Regions from separate parts of the Mus musculus genome. Here region 2 is linked to region 1. A link is a contact called in public HiChIP or PLAC-seq data. All regions are on one chromosome and are shown on one strand. Each heading gives the region's core, a stretch centred on a gene start, on an enhancer-like site or on the middle of the called end of the contact. The rest is flanking DNA. Distances are from core to core; before and after follow the strand shown.

The links. HiChIP or PLAC-seq counts read pairs in DNA pulled down with a chosen protein or histone mark.
Region 2: an H3K27ac HiChIP or PLAC-seq map of stem cell-derived epiblast-like cells shows a contact between it and region 1, with 5 times the contacts expected there. The contact joins the enhancer-like site here to the promoter of Psmd12 in region 1. A contact is called at or near these places in 4 of 39 promoter capture datasets (cranial neural crest, embryonic stem cells, hippocampal neurons and 1 more), 1 of 15 datasets of contacts at CTCF or cohesin (embryonic stem cells), 10 of 484 Hi-C or Micro-C datasets (CD4 T cells, Th1 cells, adipose-derived mesenchymal stem cells and 6 more), 21 of 115 datasets of contacts at active chromatin or transcription factors (the 230-238 cell line, the NIH/3T3 cell line, the SCID.adh cell line and 16 more) and 5 of 9 other capture datasets (adipose tissue, embryonic stem cells, liver and 2 more).

Annotation. Positions count from the first base shown.
Region 1 is chr11:107,477,940-107,481,560 of GRCm38.p6, reverse strand. It overlaps Psmd12 (proteasome (prosome, macropain) 26S subunit, non-ATPase, 12), which reads right to left and starts at 2,033. Exons shown (of 11, transcript NM_025894.2): 1 at 1,877-2,033. The coding sequence starts at 1,984.
Region 2 is chr11:107,105,834-107,109,454 of GRCm38.p6, reverse strand. The region is part of intron 2 of Bptf (bromodomain PHD finger transcription factor); the gene reads left to right. Among named protein-coding and RNA genes, the nearest start is that of Bptf, 25 kb to the left of the region's middle. Within about 2 kb of position 1,829, at least 52 of the 459 cell types and tissues checked have an H3K27ac peak or open chromatin away from gene starts, as enhancers often do. A contact at or near this core is called in the 230-238 cell line, embryonic stem cells, epiblast stem cells and 1 more, where this site is marked.

The DNA of each region.
Region 1 (3,621 bases), core at 784-3,283:
CCAAAACCAACCAAACAAACAGAAACTATTGTCCTGTGTTTCAGGGGGAAGAGTCCACCTGCTTCCCAGTCTTCTTTTCTGACCCTTAAACAAGTGTAATAAACTCACACATACATATCCCTTGCTTAGCTTCACAAGCACACAGTCTTCAAAAGCAACACACACAGAAGCCCCCACAATTGAAACGTCTCCATTTTTAACCAGTTTAAAGGCCCAGTCTTTGTTTGGAGACATCCATTTCCCATCATCCGCCCAGGAAAGCATCTGGCCCTTGAGTGGAACTGAACTGTGGCATACAGAACAGGACTGGCCTTTTCTTGGACAACACTTTGTCTACAATCCTCTTCCTGCCTGAACCTCCCAAGTGCTGAGATTACAAGTACCAGCTACCTCTGCTGGTGTAGTTGTACTTTCTAAGGCAAATGATGTTTTTACCTGCTGTGAATACCACAGTTGTATTCATTTCAAAGGGGATGGTTAGGAGATGGCATTACCTAAAGGTGTCTTTTAATTCTTTGGCTCATCGGTTTAACCAGCATTTTAAGACAGATTAACATCCGGGTTTTAAGCATTAAAATATTTCACACAAAAATCCATATTCCTGGGGGGGGTGGGAGGTGGTAGAAAGATGGTTTGGTAGGTAGTTAAGAGCACTGGCTTCTCTTCCAGAAGACTGGCTTCAATTCCCAGAACATATAAACTTACAACCAGTGTACAAACATACATGCAGGCAAAACACCCATACATAAAATAATTTTAAAATTTTTACACTCCTGGTTTCACATTCAAATCAGCAGGGTCACTCAGCTGATATTTGTGAGTATTCTACACTCTGTACTTAGTTCTCTTAAAACCAAACAATCAATCCTTAGTGAGTGTATCCTAGGTGACACTGAACTGTAGGAGTTTAAGGAGGTCTGAGTGCAATCATTATCAATAACCAACAACATTGGCTAGGCAATGAGCAAACCTAGTTTTGAATCCTTGGCTATTACTAACTACAACCTCGGGCAAAATGCTTTCAGCCTTGGCTTCTTTAAGTATAAACTGATATAGAAAGTTGCCAGACACATAGCATAGAGTGTGGAAATGTTTGGGTCAAGGTATGTATGCTCTTAATTCCATAATAAAGGTTTGATGGATGGTGTTCTTTAGTTCAATGGTAGAGCATTTGCTTAGAGTGTGCGTGACCCTGAGTTTGATCCCTAGCACCACAAACCACCATTGTTCATATATCTGCCATCTCAGGCTTGGCACTTTTAAATCCCGTTTGTCTTGCCTATATTGTCCTCTCTAGAAGTAACCATCTCAACTTTACTTCAGCCTACTCAAATCTAAGCTACTAATGTCAGCTTCTCTCCCATAAGAACAATCAGCTTCCTTCCGTGTTCCAGTAACACTTTCACTTGGATAGCTCACCAAGATGCAGAGGGTCCCGCGTTCATTGCGTGAGTATTATCACTTTCATGGTCCTACTGACCAAAGACCAGTCACTGCCATGATTTACATACACTTAAAGGACATTAGCTGATCGGGCCACAGTAATATTAGAACCAAACTCTCTGATGCAGCCTGCAGCTGAGAACGGACTAAACCAAACCTTCCTTAGCGTCCCAAGAAAGAGCAAGCACTAAGTCCAGACGTCAAGTTCGATGGGCAAGAGATGACCATTTATTTATCTAGGGCTTGGGGAGCTTCGGGTTGCGGCGACTCCCGGGAAGATAGACCCGGGGTCTCCCACTCAAGCAGGTCCAACCCCGGCTAGGAAGACACCAAGGATGCACGCTCCAGCCCGCAGTCCCCCTGAGGCCTAGACAGGCTCCACGCCGTGACTCAGCCCCTGGCGCCCGCCAACAGCCGGCCGTCCTCCCCTCACCTTGGCCAGCTTCTCGCACTCAGGCAGGCGCTGGTCCACCGTGGCGCTGTAGTCCACTTCCATCTTCACAATGCGCCCATCGGCCCGCTCCGAGCCACCGTCCGCCATGGTCCCTGCCTAAGAGTCCCCTGCTGTACCCCAGGTTCGGCCACCACTCGTCACTCGCACCGGAAGTCGCCCGCTCATCCACTCAGGCAGTGCGTCGGAAGCCCGCGGGAAGGACCCCGTGAGGCCCTCGCCAGTCAGGCAGTGCTGCAGACAGCCCTGGAGGCGGGGCGTATGGCGCAGGGGCAGGCCCAAGAATGGGCGGGGTTTTGTGAGGGCGGGGCTTTGGGGGACTCCAGTCTCCTCGCCCAAGCTAGGTTCTAGGCGTCCGTGTCTGAGGGGGGCAAATGTGACACAGCAGAACATCTCACGTATTTTTTTTTTTTTTTTTACCTCTTCTACGTCGAAAACCCATTTACCAGAACCGTCGGTGAGCACTTGATTTTTCTTCGTCCTCGGTGTTCCCATTTTTAAATGAGGAGGCTAAAACTGACCCTTAAGACAAAAAAGTTCTAAGGTTTCCTCTGCATTATCTATGAGATTGACTTTTAATTGCGCCTAAAAAAAGGGGGGGGTGTGTGGCAGACAGCGCAGCTCAGTAATATATACATATTTTTTTTTAATTAGGTATTTTCCTCGTTTACATTTCCAATGCTATCCCAAAAGTCCCCCATACCCACCCCCCCAATCCCCTACCCACCCACTCCCCCTTTTTGGCCCTGGCGTTCCCCTGTACTGGGGCATATAAAATTTGCAAGTCCAAAGGGCCTCTCTTTCCAGTGATGGCTGACTAGGCCATCTTTTGATACATACGCAGCTAGAGACAAGAGCTCCGGGGTACTGGTTAGTTCATATTGTTGTTCCACATATAGGGTTGCAGTTCCCTTTAGCTCCTTGGGTACTTTCTCTAGCTCCTCCATTGGCGGCCGTGTGACCCATCCAATAGCTGACTGTGAGCATCCACTTCTGTGTTTGCTAGGCCCCGGGCAGCTCAGTAATATAACAATCAGTGTTTTTGTGTTTCCACACAATCTGCCGTGCCGATAACAAGAATGCCTAAGACAACTCAGATCACGTCTCTGAGAAAATAGCAATTCTTTACCATTATCATTTTTGCATGTACACGCATGTGGAGGTCAGGGGACAGAGTCTAGGAGTCAGTCTTGCTTTTCACCATGTGGAGCCTGGAGATTGAACTCAGGTCTTCAAGATTGGCAACAGGCACCTCTACCAGCTAAGCCATTACCATGGCCTGAAAATTGCTATTTTAAAGGCCTGTACAAGTTTTATCACCTATACCCTCTGAATTGCTATGACATAGCATAGAAATCATAAAAAAACAAAACAAAACAAAAAACAAAAACCTTTCAGAGAGCCAGGCTTGGTGATCCATGTCTTTTTTTTTTTTCTTTAAGATTTATTTATTCATTATATGTAAGTACACTGTAGCTGTCTTCAGACACTCGAGAAGAGAGAGTCAGATCTCGTTATGGATGGTTGTGAGCCATCATGTGGTTGCTGGGATTTGAACTCAGTACCTTTGGAAGAGCAGTCAGTGCTCTTAACCACTAAGCCATCTCTCCTGCCCCTGATCCATGTATATTTAACCCCAGTCCTCACTCGAGAGGCAGAGGTGGGTAGATTTCTGTGAATTTGAGGCCATCCTGGTCTATGTAGTAAGTTACAGGCCAGCCAAAGCT
Region 2 (3,621 bases), core at 580-3,079, 370 kb after region 1:
TGGACTCAGAGGTCTGAGTGCTTCTGCCTCTCTTAGGTTTTGTTTTGTTTTGTTTTTAATATTGATCTCTAGGGGGCTGGAGAGATGGCTCAGTGGTTAAGAGCGCCGACTGCTCTTCCAAAGGTCCCGAGTTCAAATCCCAGCAATCACATGGTGGCTCGCAACCATCCGTAACAAAATATCTGATGCCCTCTTCTGGAGTGTCTGAAAACAGCTACAGTGTGCTTACATATAATAAATAAATAAATATTTAAAAAAAATATTGATCTCTAAACCCTACTATTTACTTTTTCTTAGCTGCTACCATGTATTTAGCTTTTTGCCTGCATGTGTGCCTGTGCAATATGCTTGCAGTGCCAGCAGAGGCCACTGTGGGTGCTCCTATACCTGAAGTTACAGAGGCGTGAGCCATCTTGAAGGGTGAGGAACCAATCCTGGGTCCTCTTCAAGAGTAGCCAGTGCTTTTAATCCATTGAGTTGTCTGACCATTCCCCATACTTTCACATCCATTTATTTAATCTGTCTGTCTGTTTGTCTATCTATCTACCTACCTGTCTGTCTGTCCTCCCTATCTATCTATCTATCTATCTATCTATCTATCTATCTATCTATCTATCTATCTATCTCTTTACAGTGCTTGTCTGCACTCTGTGGGTACCTGGTGCCCATGGAGGCTGGAAGAGAGCTTGGGATCCTTAGCTGCTATGTGAGTGCTGGGAATTGAACTTAGGACCTCAGCAAGAAGAGTCTACCCTCCTCCCCAAGAAAAAGGCCAGGTGTGGTGATGCACCCCTTTAATCAGCACTGGGGAGGCAGTGGCAGGCAGATCTATGTGACTCTGACTCAGCCAGGTCTACATAGGGAGTCTGTATCTGAAAAACCAATTAGAACAAAACCCAGTGCATCGTGCATGTTCTTAACTGCTGAGCCAGTTCTCCAGCCTCATATTTTTTTAATTAATTAATTAATTAATTAATTTTACATCCCAATGGAAGCTTCCCCTCCCTCCTTCCCCCAGTCCCAGTGTTTCCCCTCCCCCATACCCTCTTCCTTTTCTCTTCAGAGAAGAGGAGGTCTCCCATGGATATCAACCCACCTTGTCATGCCAAGTTACAGTAGAACCAAGTGCATCTTCTCCTACTGAGGGTAGACAAGGCAGCAGCCCAGCTAGGGGAAGGGGTCCCAAGCCAGGCAGAGGTGGAGACAGCGCCTGCTTCTGCTGTTAGCAGACCCACATGAAGACCCACTTGCACATCAGTTACATACATGTAGAGCCTGGGACTGTCCCATGCATGCTTTCTGGTTGGTGGTTCAGTCTCTGTGGGCCCCCATGCAGCCTCATATTTTTAAAGAGTTCTTTTATGCTATTATTTGTAAAAATAAAAACCTTGAATCTTTTCTTTTAAAAAATAATAACCAATCATGTTTTACCTTTCTGAGGGTATTATTTTAACTTTTTTTTTAAAAAAAAAGATTCAAGGCTGCCTTTAAATTCACAGGATTCTTCCCTCCTTAGCTTGGAAAGTGCTGTGATCCACAATGAGTCACCACACCCAGGTGTCCTTTGGTTTTTGAGCTGGTGAAGTAAACTAGGTCTAGGCTGGCCTCAGGCTCCCCAGTGCTGGGGTCACAGGTGTGTGCTGCTGCGATCAGTTTCTCGGTGTATTTAGAATTGTTTCTTTACTCGGTTAGTACATGATTTAACTTCTTCTAAGCTGCTTCTGCCGTTAGTTGTTTTGGTCTTTAACCTCAGATGTCTGTGCATCTTAGTTTTCACCGCTGGTTAGCACTGTGGAACTACCTGCTGACTGGAAGCAGTGAGCTCTGGGTGGGCCGTCTCAGTGAGGCTGGGGAAGTGGCTCAGCTTAGCTATGGGGTGACATGACAGTCCCTGCCTGTGTGTTAGGAAGCCCTGCTGTCTGTAGCCCTCCTTAGCTCCATCTACTGCAGCTGGTTGGTGGAACTGAAGTGCCTTTTCTGGTGTCCTGCTTGGAGCACACAGGCCTGGTCCGCAGGGTGCACTTAGAAGCAGGCTGCGTGTTTTGTGTGTGCTGGAAGCATTTCTCATGTCAGCGAAAGCCTTCAGATCCGAATTGTTCACACCAGGCATGGAGACTTTTGATCCAGAGAATTTTAGCTCTACTGTATTCTCTAGAGACCAGACCTGTAGCAGTTCCGTTTCATAGACAGCAACCCCCCCCCCCCCCCCATTCCTGTTGAGATCCGAGTGAGGATTCTCAGCAGCTGGGCTTGGCCTTTTTTTGCTTTTCACATTGGCAGCGATCACGTGACCACATGCTCTCAGCTTTTGGAATCCTCTTTCCTCGACCCTGAATTTATGCCTTTAAAAGAACTCCTTTTTAAAAAGTTGGTTTTAGTTGTTTTGTTTTGAAACAAGCTATATCTGTCTATGGCAAGCTGGCTGGAACTTGAGAGTCTCCTGCCTCAGCCTCCGGATTATGGGTTATTATTATCATAACCTCTGAGTTATGAGCCAGCATGCCAGCTGTTCTTTAGCATGGCTTTTTTCTTTTAATATTATTTTATTTTTAATTTATTTTTTACACTCCATATTCCATTCCCAACCCCTCTATTCACCCCATCTCCACGGGCATGCGGGGTCCCCCCCCCCCCCCGCCACCTCTTAAACTCCCTGGGGCCTCCAGTCTCTTGAGGGTTAGGTGCGTCATGTCTGGATGAACATAGACCAGGAAGTCCTCTACTGTGTGTGTGTGTTGGGGGCCTAGCATGGCTTTTTTTTGTAAGTGCTTTCTCACTCACTCCTTTGTGTGGAGGGCAGGGAGCATGTGTGCCACTCAGTGCGCCACGCAGTGTCTGTGTGAAGGTTAGGGAGCATCATTTTGGGAGTTGTTTCTTTGCTCTGACCGGTTTGAGTCCCTGGGTCCTCTCCCCAGCCCCTTCCTTGGCTTCTTAGATGTTGGTTTCCGTAGCCTCTGTCTTGTCTTGTCTTTTCAGCTAGCACCTATGTCTTTTCTTGAGCTGTTCTTTCATGCATGGAGACCAGAGGTGTTTGGTGGTGTACACACAGCTTGAGATCTTTGGTTGTCTGGTCTAGGTGGTTTTTAGGTCTAGGTTGTCTTTAGTTTTAGAAACCTGTGAATATTATCTCCTTACTTAGATCCTATTCACATTGGGTGTCCTGAGCATTTTTATACAGTTCTTTAATCTTTACAACAGTGTAACAGGTTTTTATACCTGTTTGTAATGTATAGATGTGAGATTAAAGCTAAGGGGGATTAAATAGCTTGCTCTCAACCCTATATATAGCTGTTGGCAGTTGGGACCTGAAGTTGTTTGTAAGAATGTTTCTAATAAGAGGCAGGCAGGGGGGCTGGTGAGATGGCTCAGTGGGTAAGAGCACCTGACTGCTCTTCCAAAGGTCCAGAGTTCAAATCCCAGCAACCACATGGTGGCTCACAACCATATATAATGAGACCTGACTCCCTCTTCTGGAGTGTCTGAAGACAACTACAGTGTACTTACATATAATGAATAAATAAATCTTTAAAAAAAAAGTTTAAAAAAAAAAAAAGAGGCAGGCGGATTTTTTAGTTCGAGGCTAGCCTGGTCTACAGAGTGAGTTCCAGGACAGCCAGGGCT